Regions from separate parts of the Gossypium hirsutum genome. Here regions 1 and 3 are each linked to region 2. The links are chromatin contacts, called in public Hi-C maps. All regions are on one chromosome and are shown on one strand. The core of a region is the stretch at or near the end of the contact, and the rest is flanking DNA. Distances in the headings are between cores, read along the strand shown. Region 1 holds the start of LOC107917719 (trafficking protein particle complex II-specific subunit 130 homolog). Region 2 holds the start of LOC107917717 (COP1-interacting protein 7). Region 3 has its middle 6.9 kb from the start of LOC121214371.

The links. A called contact is a pair of places that touch in the nucleus more often than the background predicts.
Region 1: a Hi-C map of leaf shows a contact between it and region 2, with 2.3 times the contacts expected there. The contact joins the promoter of LOC107917719 here to the promoter of LOC107917717 in region 2. A contact is called at or near these places in 2 of 34 Hi-C or Micro-C datasets (both in leaf).
Region 3: a contact with region 2 is called in a Hi-C map of leaf, with 4 times the contacts expected there. The contact joins the enhancer-like site here to the promoter of LOC107917717 in region 2. A contact is called at or near these places in 15 of 34 Hi-C or Micro-C datasets (anther, callus, leaf and 2 more).

Annotation. Positions count from the first base shown.
Region 1 is chrD01:7,752,251-7,756,540 of Gossypium_hirsutum_v2.1, reverse strand. It overlaps LOC107917719 (trafficking protein particle complex II-specific subunit 130 homolog), which reads right to left and starts at 2,812. Exons shown (of 21, transcript XM_016847003.2): 1 at 2,603-2,812; 2 at 1,710-1,939; 3 at 1,219-1,400; 4 at 692-875; 5 at 343-433. The coding sequence starts at 2,666.
Region 2 is chrD01:7,553,694-7,558,518 of Gossypium_hirsutum_v2.1, reverse strand. LOC107917717 (COP1-interacting protein 7) reads left to right here and starts at 3,397. Exons shown (of 9, transcript XM_016847001.2): 1 at 3,397-3,974; 2 at 4,072-4,248; 3 at 4,364-4,491; 4 at 4,569-4,600; 5 at 4,700-4,752. The coding sequence starts at 3,916.
Region 3 is chrD01:7,708,696-7,713,591 of Gossypium_hirsutum_v2.1, reverse strand. No RefSeq gene overlaps it. Among protein-coding and RNA genes, the nearest start is that of LOC121214371, 6.9 kb to the right of the region's middle. Within about 2 kb of position 3,646, at least 1 of the 9 cell types and tissues checked has an H3K27ac peak or open chromatin away from gene starts, as enhancers often do. A contact at or near this core is called in leaf, where this site is marked.

The DNA of each region.
Region 1 (4,290 bases), core at 1,563-4,062, 200 kb before region 2:
TTTACTAAATGCCCTTGCATACCCTATCTACCCGGTCAACTGGAAAATAAAAAACTGAGATATGAAGACATATTGCATTAGCAATTTGCCACCATGAACTTTTTACTTTTTGTGGCAGCTAAATTCCAAAGTAAGACAATTGAAGGCAAAAGTTAAGCACTACATAAAGAATGGAATTTGACCATAAGTACTACTCATATTCATATTACAACAGGGAATTCTTATTTATACAAAATCATACTGCTATTTAGAAGCATAAATAGAAATAAAAAAAATGTAGAGTAGAAAGTTAAGTATAAGATGAAAACAGACACTTGAGGAAGTGACATTTATATTTCACACCTGTTTCCAAATAGCACAATTCTAGTTCATCATATTCACGCAACGCATCCTCATGAAGATGAGCCATCTCAAACATAAATGCCAAGCTTTCCTAAGGATAAGAAAAGTGAAGCATTAACAGTCGAAGTGTTGAAAGTAAGCTTAAAAAATATACTTTTTTTTATTAGCTTAATTAGGATTATATCCCTGGAAGGACAAAACAGTTTTAAGTTAAAGCCTCTCAAGTAAGTTCATGCTTCTTCCATGACCTTCAAATATGCAAAAACCATAGAAAGAAAATCATAAAGTTTTCCCCCGGATCAATATTAGCCATAACCATATTCTCTTAACTTTAAAAAGAGTACCGAACCTTCAAAATGAAAAAATTACAGAAGTTCCAAATTGGCATGAAACGCTGTTCGCTAAGCTTGCGTATCTCATCCTCATAGAATTGTATACGCCTATCCAATGTATTTCTGACAGACTCCATAATCCTGGCCTCTAAGTCTTCCCAAAAATTTGCTTCAGGGGCATATATGTCAAATTTGCAGCACCTAAGTGAACCATAGTTTTCAAGTATCAGAAAATGACAAAGGAAAAATTAAATACCAGCTTCCTGAGAGCACTACTTTTTCAAACTTTCACCACAATTTTCTTTTCCAAAGGTTTGCAACATGGGTGAACTAAGTGCAAAAAAATGCTTAACATAATGGAAACAAATCTTTAGGAATGGCAGAATATAAAGAGAGCGGAAAATCATATCAAATTTTTTATATGTTGCCTAGCCATACTTTAGATTAAAACTAACACTTAAGTCTAAAGTAATAATCAGCAGCATAAACACTATCCATGCCATCAATCAGAATGTATACAAACTGCAGAGAGCTGAAAGCTTACCTTTCCCTCTTCTTGGAGCTGAAATCAACTTCAAGTTTGGCATATACTTTCTTTGCCATTTTAGTGGCCTGATCATTATTGGGATGGGCTCTAGACACAAATACAATAAACCATTCACGCTCATCATTTTGGACAATTAATTTCAGGCGTGGCTTAAGAATGGTCTTGAACTCATCAAGATCCTATGGAAGAAGAATGCAAATAAAAGAATAAGAAAATATAGAAGATGGAAAATAAACATGGACAAGCATATTAAGGCAAAGACTAATAAAAGAAAGAAGAAAAGAACTAGAAGCATCAGAGAAAAGTCTAAGTATATCATCATGGAAAGACAAGGTTTGCCCAGACCGACACCGTTATTTTACAGGCTCAGTTGAAGAATTATGATCTGAGTTATACAGAAAGCTAAGGATTTATCTTTTTCTCAAGTGTGATCATGGATCTAAAATTTAGTTCACTCCAATAAAGATCATAAAATGGATTGAATGTACCTCACATGTAACAAGAACCAAAGTTGCATATGGCTCTCGGAACCAAAATAAATATTGCTCCTGAGGAAATCTGCTACGTAGTCTTGCATCAGTTGTTAATATGTATTCAGCTGGCAAATTCTCTACAAACACAGGATTCCGGGTCTTGTTATTTAAGCAAGACCTTTTGAATGGAAGCCGCTCTTCAAAACTATTCTTGACAGTAGGCCACAAGTCACTGACATCTTCAACTGTAAAGTTGACGATGAAATAGTTAGTTAGAAATCTGAAGCTGGGAGAAGATCGGAACAATGTGAGCTAGTCCCGACCCATGGTTCACAAATTACTATTAAATACAAACAACTAGAAAAGAAACAAACATTGGAGTTGATAGATTAAATATCCATAGGTCATATATTTACATTTTGCATTCCATACATCTAACTGATCCAGAAGGCAAAAAGATCAAGTATAAAACTTAAAGCGACGACATTTACTAGACAGTCACCGGCATTGATACAAGCAATCGAAGATTTAGTATTAACTTCTCCCTACTTCTAAGTTGTAATAAATCCCCAGAAAAAAATAATCAAGTACTCGCTTCATAGAATCAACTAAGAAGCTGAAAGCAACAACATTTACCTCATGATCACCAAAAATTATCCATTTTAACTTAACTCTTCACATTTAGACAATCCTTTACTTCAAAAAAATCAACTCAAAGTCTTAAATCATGAAAAAATAACATCAACCTTTAGAATTTCCACATCAGAAATCTAACAGTAAAGTAAACACATCCCTGATCCCGCACACCCAACACCATAAAAATCCCCAAAAGAGATTTAAAAGTGATCCTAAGCCCAAAGTTCAATTGGAAGAGTTCAATTCAAATGAGAAGCAAAAAAAGTAATTACCAGCAATGATAAGATGGTTACAAGTGCTCTTGATTGTTTGAAACTGAGCTAGATAGTTCGCCATTCTCTTCTTTCCCGATCTATAAGAAACTTACAAAATCCATTAGATCAAATGCAGAAAAGTGAAGGAAAAAAATGGTTAATTTATCTTAGTGAGAGATTTGGAGTGTTAGTTTCGCTTATGCTCCAACCCAAGGATCTAGTTTCTCCTCCGCTTCGTCCTCGTTAAGCGATATGTTTTCTCAAAGTGTCAGCTGGGCCTCATTAATGGGTCGTCCATGTTTCAAAGAGTTTTCTTAGGCCCAACTAAATAAGGCCTGAAAGAAAAGATCGATTTTAGCCCAAATTACTTCTCCATTGCCTGCTAATGCTGTGTTTTACTCTCCTGAAAGAAACATTCCAGGCTAAAGTATTTGGCTGAATGGATGTGGAATACAGGTATGTATTTGATACGAATTTTTACAATAAAGAGTTGGGGTAACATAGTTTCGAAATCCCAGGCCAGCAAACACACACATGAAGGCTATCCAGGATGTTACATTGATAATTGAGTTTGCATATTATTGTATTAAGTGATACTAATATACTAATCAGCCTTATGGACCATCTTCCTTTTGCGTTTTAGGCTTCTCTGGAGTACTTTGTCTGCCCTCCAGCATTGCTAGCTATGGGTTCCACAAACAAAGCCTTACACAGTTTGACTTGGTCTTTCCTTTATTCAACTGCTTCAATAGTTAATCTGACTTGGTCTCTCTCAGTCTCTCCTATTCTACAGCTTCAACAGGTTTAATTACTAATCTGATGTAAGATTCTTTTTAGTGTATTCGGTTGTTCTTTATTTTAAATAATTCTCCTCTAACATGAGATATTTTTGGACCTCCGTACTGTCCTTAGATCAAGGTAGGATTTTGTCTTCTAATTTTGTAGAGAGTGGTACCATCTCTCCCTAACTTATATATTATAAGTTAGATATTCAAACCCTACCAATAGTTAATAACCACCATTTTCTTGATAATTAACCGTGTACTACATATGGCCTGATTCAATGAGGATTCTCGCTTTGCAAACTCCATAACTCCATCTGGAACTTTGGCTTTCCATAGATCAAGAGGCAAAACCTTTGACTTTCCATATATCAAGAGACAAAATTTTGATTCAACTTGAGACAATACTGATCCATTGAAGGATTTGTCTTATTTTTGATAAATGTTATTTTAAAAACCTCTCCAAAAGGAGTTAAACTCTCCTCCACAGAATGTGTCTTTTCAACTAGACCAAACGGTACATGCCTCCCCTCAAGTATCCTATATCTTATAGGTTGGGAGTTTAAATCCTACCATAGGCAAATGACCGTCATTTCCTTCGGTAGTTGATTTAGTGTCATGCACGATTTAATCTAGTAAGGCGTTCCTTCTTTGTGAATTCATGTTCTCTTCAGTCACTTAGATTTTCCATAGAGTTGGAAGAAAAATTCTGAACTCAACTCGGGGATAATATTAACCTATTAATGGTTCCATTGGCTTTGATCAAATGGCACTTCGAAGTCTTCTCCATAAAAATTCGGTCTCCCTCCAAAGGTGTATTTCTTGCGAAGGGGCATTTGGAGAACCATGTGGATATATCGGCCATTGAAGCATTAAGTTGTTTTTTCTTCTGCAGGTTCAGACTGGTGTTGCATTGTCTTTCTG
Region 2 (4,825 bases), core at 2,148-4,647:
ACTGGGAGCGCACCATGTCATCTTTTTTTACGAAAATTGATCTTGGAGTAACATGATACATGGTTGGAAACTTTAGGTAATAAATTAATATAAGAATTATTTAGGTACCAAAGTGATAATTAAGTGCAACTTTGGGGTTGATGCATTAACCTTTAAAAATATATGTATTTTGAGTTTGATTTTTGTGAAATATATGTTAAGCTCAAGTAAAAGATGATAAGTTTTTTTTATGCAAATACTTATTTTTACCCATCATTCTTTCTCAATCTTTAAATTAGAGGAAAAACATATTTAAACGTGTTTGAACTCACGTCCTCTTTGTTGTTGTAATAGTAATGGTACCAACTGAGCTCATTATATAGTCTCTTTACAAATGGTAAGATTAAAAGCTCATTTAGTGGTAAGTTTATATTTTTAGCTGGCTAATAAAATTACATTTTAATCTTTTGGGATAATCTAATTTTTGGCTCTTGAATTTGGCAATTAGATTCACTTTAGTATATGTACTTTTTTTATTTACTTTGGCACTTTTATTAAACTAGTTCAATTGTCGATTTTTATCTCGGTTTGCAATCTTTTATCAATTTCAAGCAGTTTTCGACTCAATCGGTTCAACTCTTTTGTTTGGACCATTATATCAATTAGTTCGCAGTCCGCCCGATCTAAACCTAGGTCAGTAACATTGATCTCATCATCAAATCTTGTTAAAATCTAAATTCATTTTTGGATAGAAATCTAAAATAGCTTTGTATTTTAAGTTAATTAATTTTTATTTTCCACAAAATTAGGAAAGAAACCAAGTTGTATCAAGCAATTGAGATGTTATAATCTTTTAAGTTAATTTTAGGATAAGAATCCAAACTAGTTTTGTATTTTATTTGGAAGGAAAACATTGTTTTATCAAGTAATTGAGATGTTAACTAATGCAATTATGATATCATAAATGGCTTTTGTTGTTTACTGCCTGCAAAGGTAAATAGATTTACATAGTAGATTATGCCTACATTATGATATTATTGAAAAAAGGCATTTTAAGTAAAACTTTATTTTTTAAATTTATTTAGTAATAATTATAACTTAAATAAGAAATGACAAAAACACCATTATAAGAATATTAGTTATCATTTTAAAGAAAGGATATGTTATTTCTTTTCCCAACTGAATTAATATTTGTTTAACTCGTAATACTAATTTAATAATTTTTTTATAATAAATATAAATTATATGTACTTGTGTCACATTTATATCATGATTATGTCTAAAGTATAATATAAAATTTGATACATTCATAGGTTTAATTATTATAATTATATGGTAACCAAAATTATTAGATATGGAAGATATACTTTACTTGCTTGGTAATGTTGCTGGTGGTTGCAATTTCATCTCAAAGTCCCAATGAAAATAAATTGAAAAGGAGGAAAATGGGTCCAAAGGCAAACAAAGTTACTATTTAGATAGGTACTTAGTCATCATCATGGCCAAAATGTCCTAATAAATCCAGCTAATGAAAGATAAATTGTTGCTTCATGATAAGCTTCCCCATGAACCCACCAATTTTCTTTTATTTAATTTCCGTAGTTAACTTACATGTTATAATTACAATGAAAAATCAATAATAATAACAACAACTTGACATCAACTCAATTTTTTTATAATTTTAAAAATCATAAATTCTATGATTTAATCACATGCTAATGATTAATTTGGATCCTAAGAATTAAAATAACAAAAACCCAAAGTTTTAAATGTAATTATTAATTCATAACATTGATAATGATGCGATTACCAACTTGTTAGGTGCCATTTTAATATTAGTGTAAAGAATGGTCCACAAATAATGGAACTTCAATAAAATAATTGCCTCATCCTCTTTCAAAATTTTCACCATTACTAAATACAAGTTTGTCGATGATTGTGGCTTTATAGAATAAGATAAAAATAAATAAATTCTAACTTTAAAACTAAAAATAATATTTTAAAAGTGAACCTAATCGAAATATCTTTGTTCATCAATTTAAGTTAGGTATAAATGAAAGTTACATTTAGATGTGGAATGTTGGTTCGAAAAATGTAAGGTTTAGACAAAAAATAATGTCCGTTTTGAAAACAAATTAGGCTTTGGGTAAGGTTTTTTAGACCCGGGCTCGGCCCGAATTTGTAAAAAGAAAAAAAAATTTTGTTTACTCACTGTTTTACAGTCATTTCACTATTATGTTTCTACTATTTTATTGTTATTATCTAAATATTGTATAATTTTTATTTTATTGTTAATTTTGCTACTATTTTAGAGGCATTTGCTTGTTAAGTTACATTATGTTTTTATTTCAATTTGTTGGGAAATATTTATTTTAATGTTTTTAGTTTTTTGATGTATTATATTTTAAAAAAAATTAATACGAGTGGGCCGAATCCAAATTTTAGCATTTTTAGCCGAGTCAATTCCGGACCTAAAATTTTTCAAGGCTCGACCCGAACTCGACTCGGCTTATGGACAGGTCTACAGCGGCTGCATGGGTTTTATTCAAAATTTCAATTATATATATTTGTATTTCATTGATTTATTTTCAATCTAAATATGATTTAATAATCTTTAATTGTTACTTAACATTATTATATTCTTTTGGTTAAACACAATATTATAATTCTAATTCACTTCACTATCTAAATTTTAATTAATATTTTTTAAATATCTGATTATTTAGTTGTTAGCAGTGGGAAGCCAAGGCCTATCTAAAAATGGTAAATTTTCCAATTAGGATCTTTAAAATTTAAGAAATTTTAAATTAGTATAACAGTAAAATTGTACATTAACTCCAAAAATTTATATTTCATCTCTAACCCTCTAAATAATTCTCTGACTTTACCCTTAGTTGTTACTCAAACTGTAATACTCTATGTAAACACTTGCAATATGTTGGGCTCATCAAAATAGCCTATTATAGTCAAACTATAAATTTTTATTTACTGCAACTATATAATGTAATAAAAATTAATACATATGATTATAAGTTAAATTTTGTTAATAATCTCTTGCAGTATTGCCTAAGATGTTATCTAAATTGTCTCGTATGAAATGGTGATTAAAATTATTATCAAACACTTATTAAATACAGATTCAAACTGTGTTATTCTATTCCCACCGTAATGACTGTACCCATAATTTAAAAGAAAAAACAGAAAGAGGAGAGGTAACTTTGATAATGTATTGGGTTGGAATATTTGGTTGGCTGCCATTTTAATTCATTTATTCTTTGCCTATTCTCTCACTCTTTCTGTCTACTCACTAAAGTGAAACTCAAAACAATTTAACATTAAATTGAATAAATTAAAGTTTCCAATGCAGATTTAGAATGGAAATGTTATAGAGAATAAGAAAGACCTCTCAACTAACCAAGTTTTAGAAAATAGAAGGTGAAATAATAATTAAAATAATTTTGCCATGAAGAAGAGAAATTGATGGATACAACTGTCGGTAACTGGGACCAATCTTGAATTAAAAAAAAAAATTTTATTGTCTCCTACTTCTCTCCTTGTGATCCTCAGTACTTTCCCATGTGCTAAAGCTTCAGTTTCAGAACTGGCATTTCTTTTTCTTTTTTTTCCATAATGTGTATAATTCTTCCAAGCTAAACAAAAATAGTACAAAAGACCCTGCACGAAGAAACAGCACAAGATCCAATGAAAACTTCCCTTCCCTACATTATCTGAACCCCCCCCCCCCCCAATTGAGTTTATAAAACTTTTCCCATGTTTTCATTTTTTTCAGTCTGTCAGCAGAACATGTTCCTGTAACAACATAGCAAGGAACTGAAACTTCCAACAATGGATGAACTCAACGTGCGAAGAATTAGTGTTTGCTTCTCTGTCTTGTCTCTCAGGAACTTCTGGTTGTATATTTGTAAGGCTTAAAAAATGGACTTCAGGACACGTCTAGATTATGCTTTGTTCCAACTTACACCTACTAGAACCAGGTAAAGATTTTGCATGCCTTGTAAAAATGTCGTCTTTTTCTTCTCTTTTGATTATTTGGGCATTCATCTGAGAATGGCTTTGGGGTTTGAATGGAAGATGTGATCTGGTGATTTTTGCTGGAAAAGAGAATGAGAAATTGGCATCAGGGTTGCTAGAACCCTTCATTTCACACCTCAAAGCTGCTAAAGATCAAATTTCTAAAGGAGGCTACTCTGTAACTCTTCGCCCTCTAGCCTCATCTCCTCCCTGGTTCACCAAAGGCACTCTCCTAAGGTAAAAGCTCTTTCCAGGACATTGGATTACTTTCCTCTAGGAAGAAACAAGATCTTGTTTTTTAAGTCTTTTGTGTCATTACACCTTGTTAATGATTTCTAATGCATTTTAACAGGTTTGTGAGGTTTGTTAGTACACCAGAAGTTCTTGAGAGATTTGTGACAGTGGAGAGGGAAATCGAACAGATCGAGAATTCAATTCAATCGTACGAAGCAAACGCTGCCGGGACGACAGTTGCAGATGGTATGTTTGGTCCCCAAATTTTATGTTCAAAGAGTGTTTAATTCCTGTTTGTCTGAGAATTGTATGTTTTGTTTCAGGGAATTTCCAAAAGCCATATACTTCATCTAAGGTATGCTTTTCAGCATTCTCTACCATATATTGTTTTTGTTTTGATTCATTTGATAGCTTACATCTTAATCCCAGAATTTTATTATGATGGTGCATGTAGTCTAAAGGTGAATTCGATGGAACCGAAGATGATGTTCCAGAAGAAACTTCCAAGTAAATTACTTGTTCCTGCAGTTAATCACATTAGCTTGATTTCTTTTCAAAATGCATTCGTTGCTCATCGCGA
Region 3 (4,896 bases), core at 2,397-4,896, 150 kb before region 2:
ATTATGGGTAGTTTTAAGCATCATGCTAAAGAGTAGATAGGATCAAAATATATAATAAAATTATTCAAAAAAATTGCGTAATGTATGTTAGGTAAAAGATTGTTTTCTATATTATTCCTCCATTGGTGTTTCCATTATCATATTTGCAAGTAACCAATAAAAAACAAAAAAAATATTGAAATTGGAATTCAAATTTTTTTCCTAATATGTTTTGGTGGCCTATTTTCTTTTAGAAAAGGGTTTATAGCTTTCCTAAATAAAACAAAAATAAGGAAAAATATAGATAAAGATCATTCCCCTACTTAATTATCAAGTTCTTTAAAAATTCAAGTTCAAAAGCACTATTTCTGCACCTAAATTCGTTATTCCTTCTCACTATCCCCACTCCCCCCCCCTAAAAAAAAACTTGATTATTTATAAAAAGAAGAAAAAAAAAAAGAGAATCATGGGTATTGGCTTTTACAATCACTTTCTAAATTGGATGAAATAAAAAAAATATTTTAGGTGTGACACATTTACATTCATTCACGTGAACAACAATTGAGAAATGTGTTTTAGAGAATATGAAAATGCCATATTTTATGGCATTAGGCATACCCCTACTTGTTAGAAGTTTCCATCTTTACAAAAGCTATGTTTTGTCCCTTGTTTGATGAGAATGAAGATTTTATCGTTTCTTACCAGTTCATGTGTTAATAATAGCTAAAATTCGAATTCGAAATAAACTAAAACTGAATTTATTGTATAATTAATCTATATTAAAAGATGCATATAATTAGACATAACTAAAATTATTAGACAGCAAATTAAATTTTCATCATCATATATAAAAGCTTTGATAATTTTAAAAAAATTATATAGGATATACACTAAATTAAAAAAAAACACTAAGGACAATGGTTAAATGGATAAAAGATTAAAACTGTAAACTAATGATGGAATTAAATTAGATTTCAAAAATAAAAGATTTAAAATTTTAAAATATCAACCTTCTTTTAACGCGAATGACAGAGTTTGACCGTTCATTATCATTTATTCTCAGCAAGATGAATGCGTCTTAGCACGCTTAAACTATCGTTATAATCCCTTTAAAAGTTTTGAATTTTTAACTGTACTTTGGTCCGTAAATTTATTAGTATTATTATAACATCATTATGGATCCCGAAATCAAAATTAATTTGATGATTCTTATAGAATTTTACATTTTAAAATTTCATTGAAATTAGAAAATTATTTGGCTTTTGACCAAAGTGGAAGAGGGGAGTTTTCTTGACTAATGGGTACGCATGCATTTGCGTCACAATAAAATAAGTAAATAAATAAAACTTGTGCCGACAATGAAAGAGAATCCCAATTTTCTAAACATTTTCCGGCTGCGTTTTCTGTAGGATTCTTTTTCATCTTTTCCACATGTATTAATTCGCTTTAATTATTCTACTTAGACTTTATTCTCTCTCTTTTTTTTTTTGTTATTAAATGAGAATACTTTTTTTACATCTTAATAAAATTATCATATTTTAATTTTTGGTTTTAAAAAATTTAACATTGATTAAATATTTGCAATATATTGATAAAAGTTTGAAAAAAAAAATTATTATACTCCACAGGTATTCCATGTGGCGACATTTAATTTTATTTTGATTTAAGTCTAGATTAAACTCTACTAAGATGGTAATTATTATATTAGGGATGGGGCTAGTAGGAGGCTCGACCCCCTAAAATAAGAAATTTTCCTTTTAATCTTTTAAGATTTTTAAAATTTTAATTTAATAATAGTAAAATTGTACTTAAGCTCTCAAAAATGATAAAGAATCGATTTAGTCCTTTAAAAATTATAAATATTTAATTTATTAAAATAGTAGAATTATATTTTTACTATTATAAAAAAATATACAATTTAATTCTAATCTCTTAAAAAATTTTCAAGTTCACCCTAATTAGGAACCCACTTTAAACCCTAATTTGCCCATAAATATCTTCCTTCCAAGATTAAGAGGATGATCAGAACAATAAAGAGAACATGACACATACAATAAAACCATCACTCTGCTAATATGCTTAAGGGTGTGTTTCACTAGATGGAAAAGTGAAAAAAAATTGATTGCGCTTAGTTGAAAATAAAAGTGAGAGGAAAATAAAAGTGAGATCATTTTTCATTATAAAAAATCAATCCTTTCAAATAGAAATGGTGAGATGAGAGAAAATAAGAGAAATGCCTATGTTAATTTAAAATTATGTACTTTTCAAATATATATATATTTAACCATTACCAAATAATGAATTAAAAGAAAATTACATTTCTTTCCTACCAAGACACCTATAATATATATTATATATAATCAGATTCAACCTTTTAAAACTCCGTTCTATTTCTGATTTTTTTGATGTGCATTCGTAAAAAAAACTTACAAGGGGATCCTATGGCTTTTATAGCCGAATCCTATTATTAAACTATCCTCTATCTGCCTATTTACTGTCATTTCTGTTAGCATGCTCTATGGTTGTATTCAATTTCTTTGCAGGTGTCAGAGGCGTGGTGATGGTGTGTGAGGAGATAAAGCGGCGCGCATGGACAGAGGCGGCGGTCAACGGCGCCCTAGGGTTTCTCCTTTGTTGCTGCAACAAATTGTTTGTGGGCTAGGGTTGTATTGGGCCTAAGGTATTTTATTTGGGCTGGCAAAATTGGGTTTATTTTTTTATGTAAAATGGACTATGGGTATTTTATTTGTTATTGGGCCCGGGCGAAATCTGGGCTTTACACCTATATTAATTAAAAATTATGTACTTTTCAAATATATATATATCAACATTACCAAATAATGAATTAAAAGAAAATTATATTTTTTTTCCTACCCAGACACCTATAATATATATATATAATATGTTCCAAAATATAGATTTGAAATGCAAATATATTTGGGGTCGAAGATTTTATAAGCAAAATTAGATTTAGATACTAAAGTCTTTTTCTTTCTTGAATTAAATCTATTCAGATTTAGGGGTTTTAGTTTAATTTTACCATCCATTCTTAAATTATGATTCATATTTTAAGTTAGTTTATAAATTTTAAAATATTTTAATTAAATCTTTAAAATATCAATATTGTATTAATTAGATTCTTTTATTATTCTAGCATCAGTTTGTGTGCTAAATGTCAATTTGAATTAAACACAAAACATGTTTAAAACTCGTGAATTAAATTTTAAACACACATATCTAGTGCATGGACAATTTAGATTTGATGCGTTAAAGTAAAAATAGTGTCATCAGAATTTTGAAGTGTTACTTCTTTTTCTTAACACATTAGATTTAAGTTGTTCATGCGATAAGTACAAACATGTTTCGATTTTGATTCATATGTTTCAAACATGTTCCGCATGAGATCTAAGCTAACATTTAACACCCAATTTGATAGTTAAGTTGAAGAAGAACGTAATTGATACAATGCTGATATTTTCAGGATTTAGTTAGAATGTTTTGAAGTTTGATGACTAATTTAGAGTTTAGGTCATAGTTGGGAGATGCAGGATAAATTTTCTTTTTTTGTTTCTTTAACATCATTTTACATTTTAGTATATAATATGGGCCAATTTTGAGAAAATTGTGTAAGTGGCCCTTATATATTGGATAGGCTGGATAATCTGGGCTCAGATTAGTGTTGTTGTTAACCCAGCCCAAATACTCACCAGATTAGCATTGCATTACCCTTCAATTATCTGTCGACCTTAGATTAGAACTATCCATATTTGATTTCGAGACAATCGGTTGGATCTAAATTCAAAGTAAATATATTTAAATTTAGTTATAAAAATATATAAATTTCAAAATAAAAAGTTTAATATTATTATAATATACAAATAATAAACTTGAGTTGTCGGGCCACAAACTAAACCGACCCAATTCGTACGTAAGTCTAGCCAGAATCTATAATGATTGAAATTAAAAAAATATTATAAAAGCTTTAAGGTTAAATCACTTTTAAGAGCTTGAATTTAACAATTACTTTTCATTGGGTTTGAATTTTTTTTGTCTAAATTAATTCCTAAATTTGATTTAACCCAAAATAATGATTTAACTTGAGGTTAAAAAGCTTAATTTTATGTGTAGATGCTTTCTTTTTCTAAGTGGATTTCTTAAATATCTACTTTTGCTCAAATTTGTCCATTTCTGGAAAGTAATTAATTAAAGATCTTCCTATTTTATTTATTGGATTAATTATTAATTAACTAAAATTCTTACTTATGCTATACATTGGTGAATTGTTTATATTTATTAAAATGTGTTGTATTAAATGAATTTTGTTATGAATATCTTATTAAGTGAATGTCCATCATGATCAAGATAAAGTTTTAATGTACAAACGAGAAAGAATAAATAATTTATTTGAAATTAGGATTGAGTGATATTTTTTTTGTGGGAATGAGTCTAGTTAATATGATAGGGGAGCCTAGCCAATATCCAACTCACGGCGATCCCTATTTATTTTTTGTCTCATTGCTTGGATTTTTTAAAATTTATATCTTGTTTTATTTTACTTTTATTGTGTTTTTGGGTCCATGATTTTTTTCTCTTGCTTATATGGTTGATTTCATAATATGAAACGAATTTTGAAGTTTATAATTCTTATCTTACTTTGTTTTTGTTTTTTAATTTTAAATCTAATTTTATAAATCTCTACTATTATTGGGATTGCATTCAATGGATTGCACATTTTTTCATATTACATTCTTTGATTTTAGAATATCTATTAATTTTAGGGACTTATTTCAACCGATTGTAGCACCAAGAATTTTTATACTTGAACAATCAATTTTGAATAAAATATGCATTACTTAGTAAAAAATATTGAATTTTTTATTCAAAATTAATTTTTGATAGCACCAATATTTTTTTAAT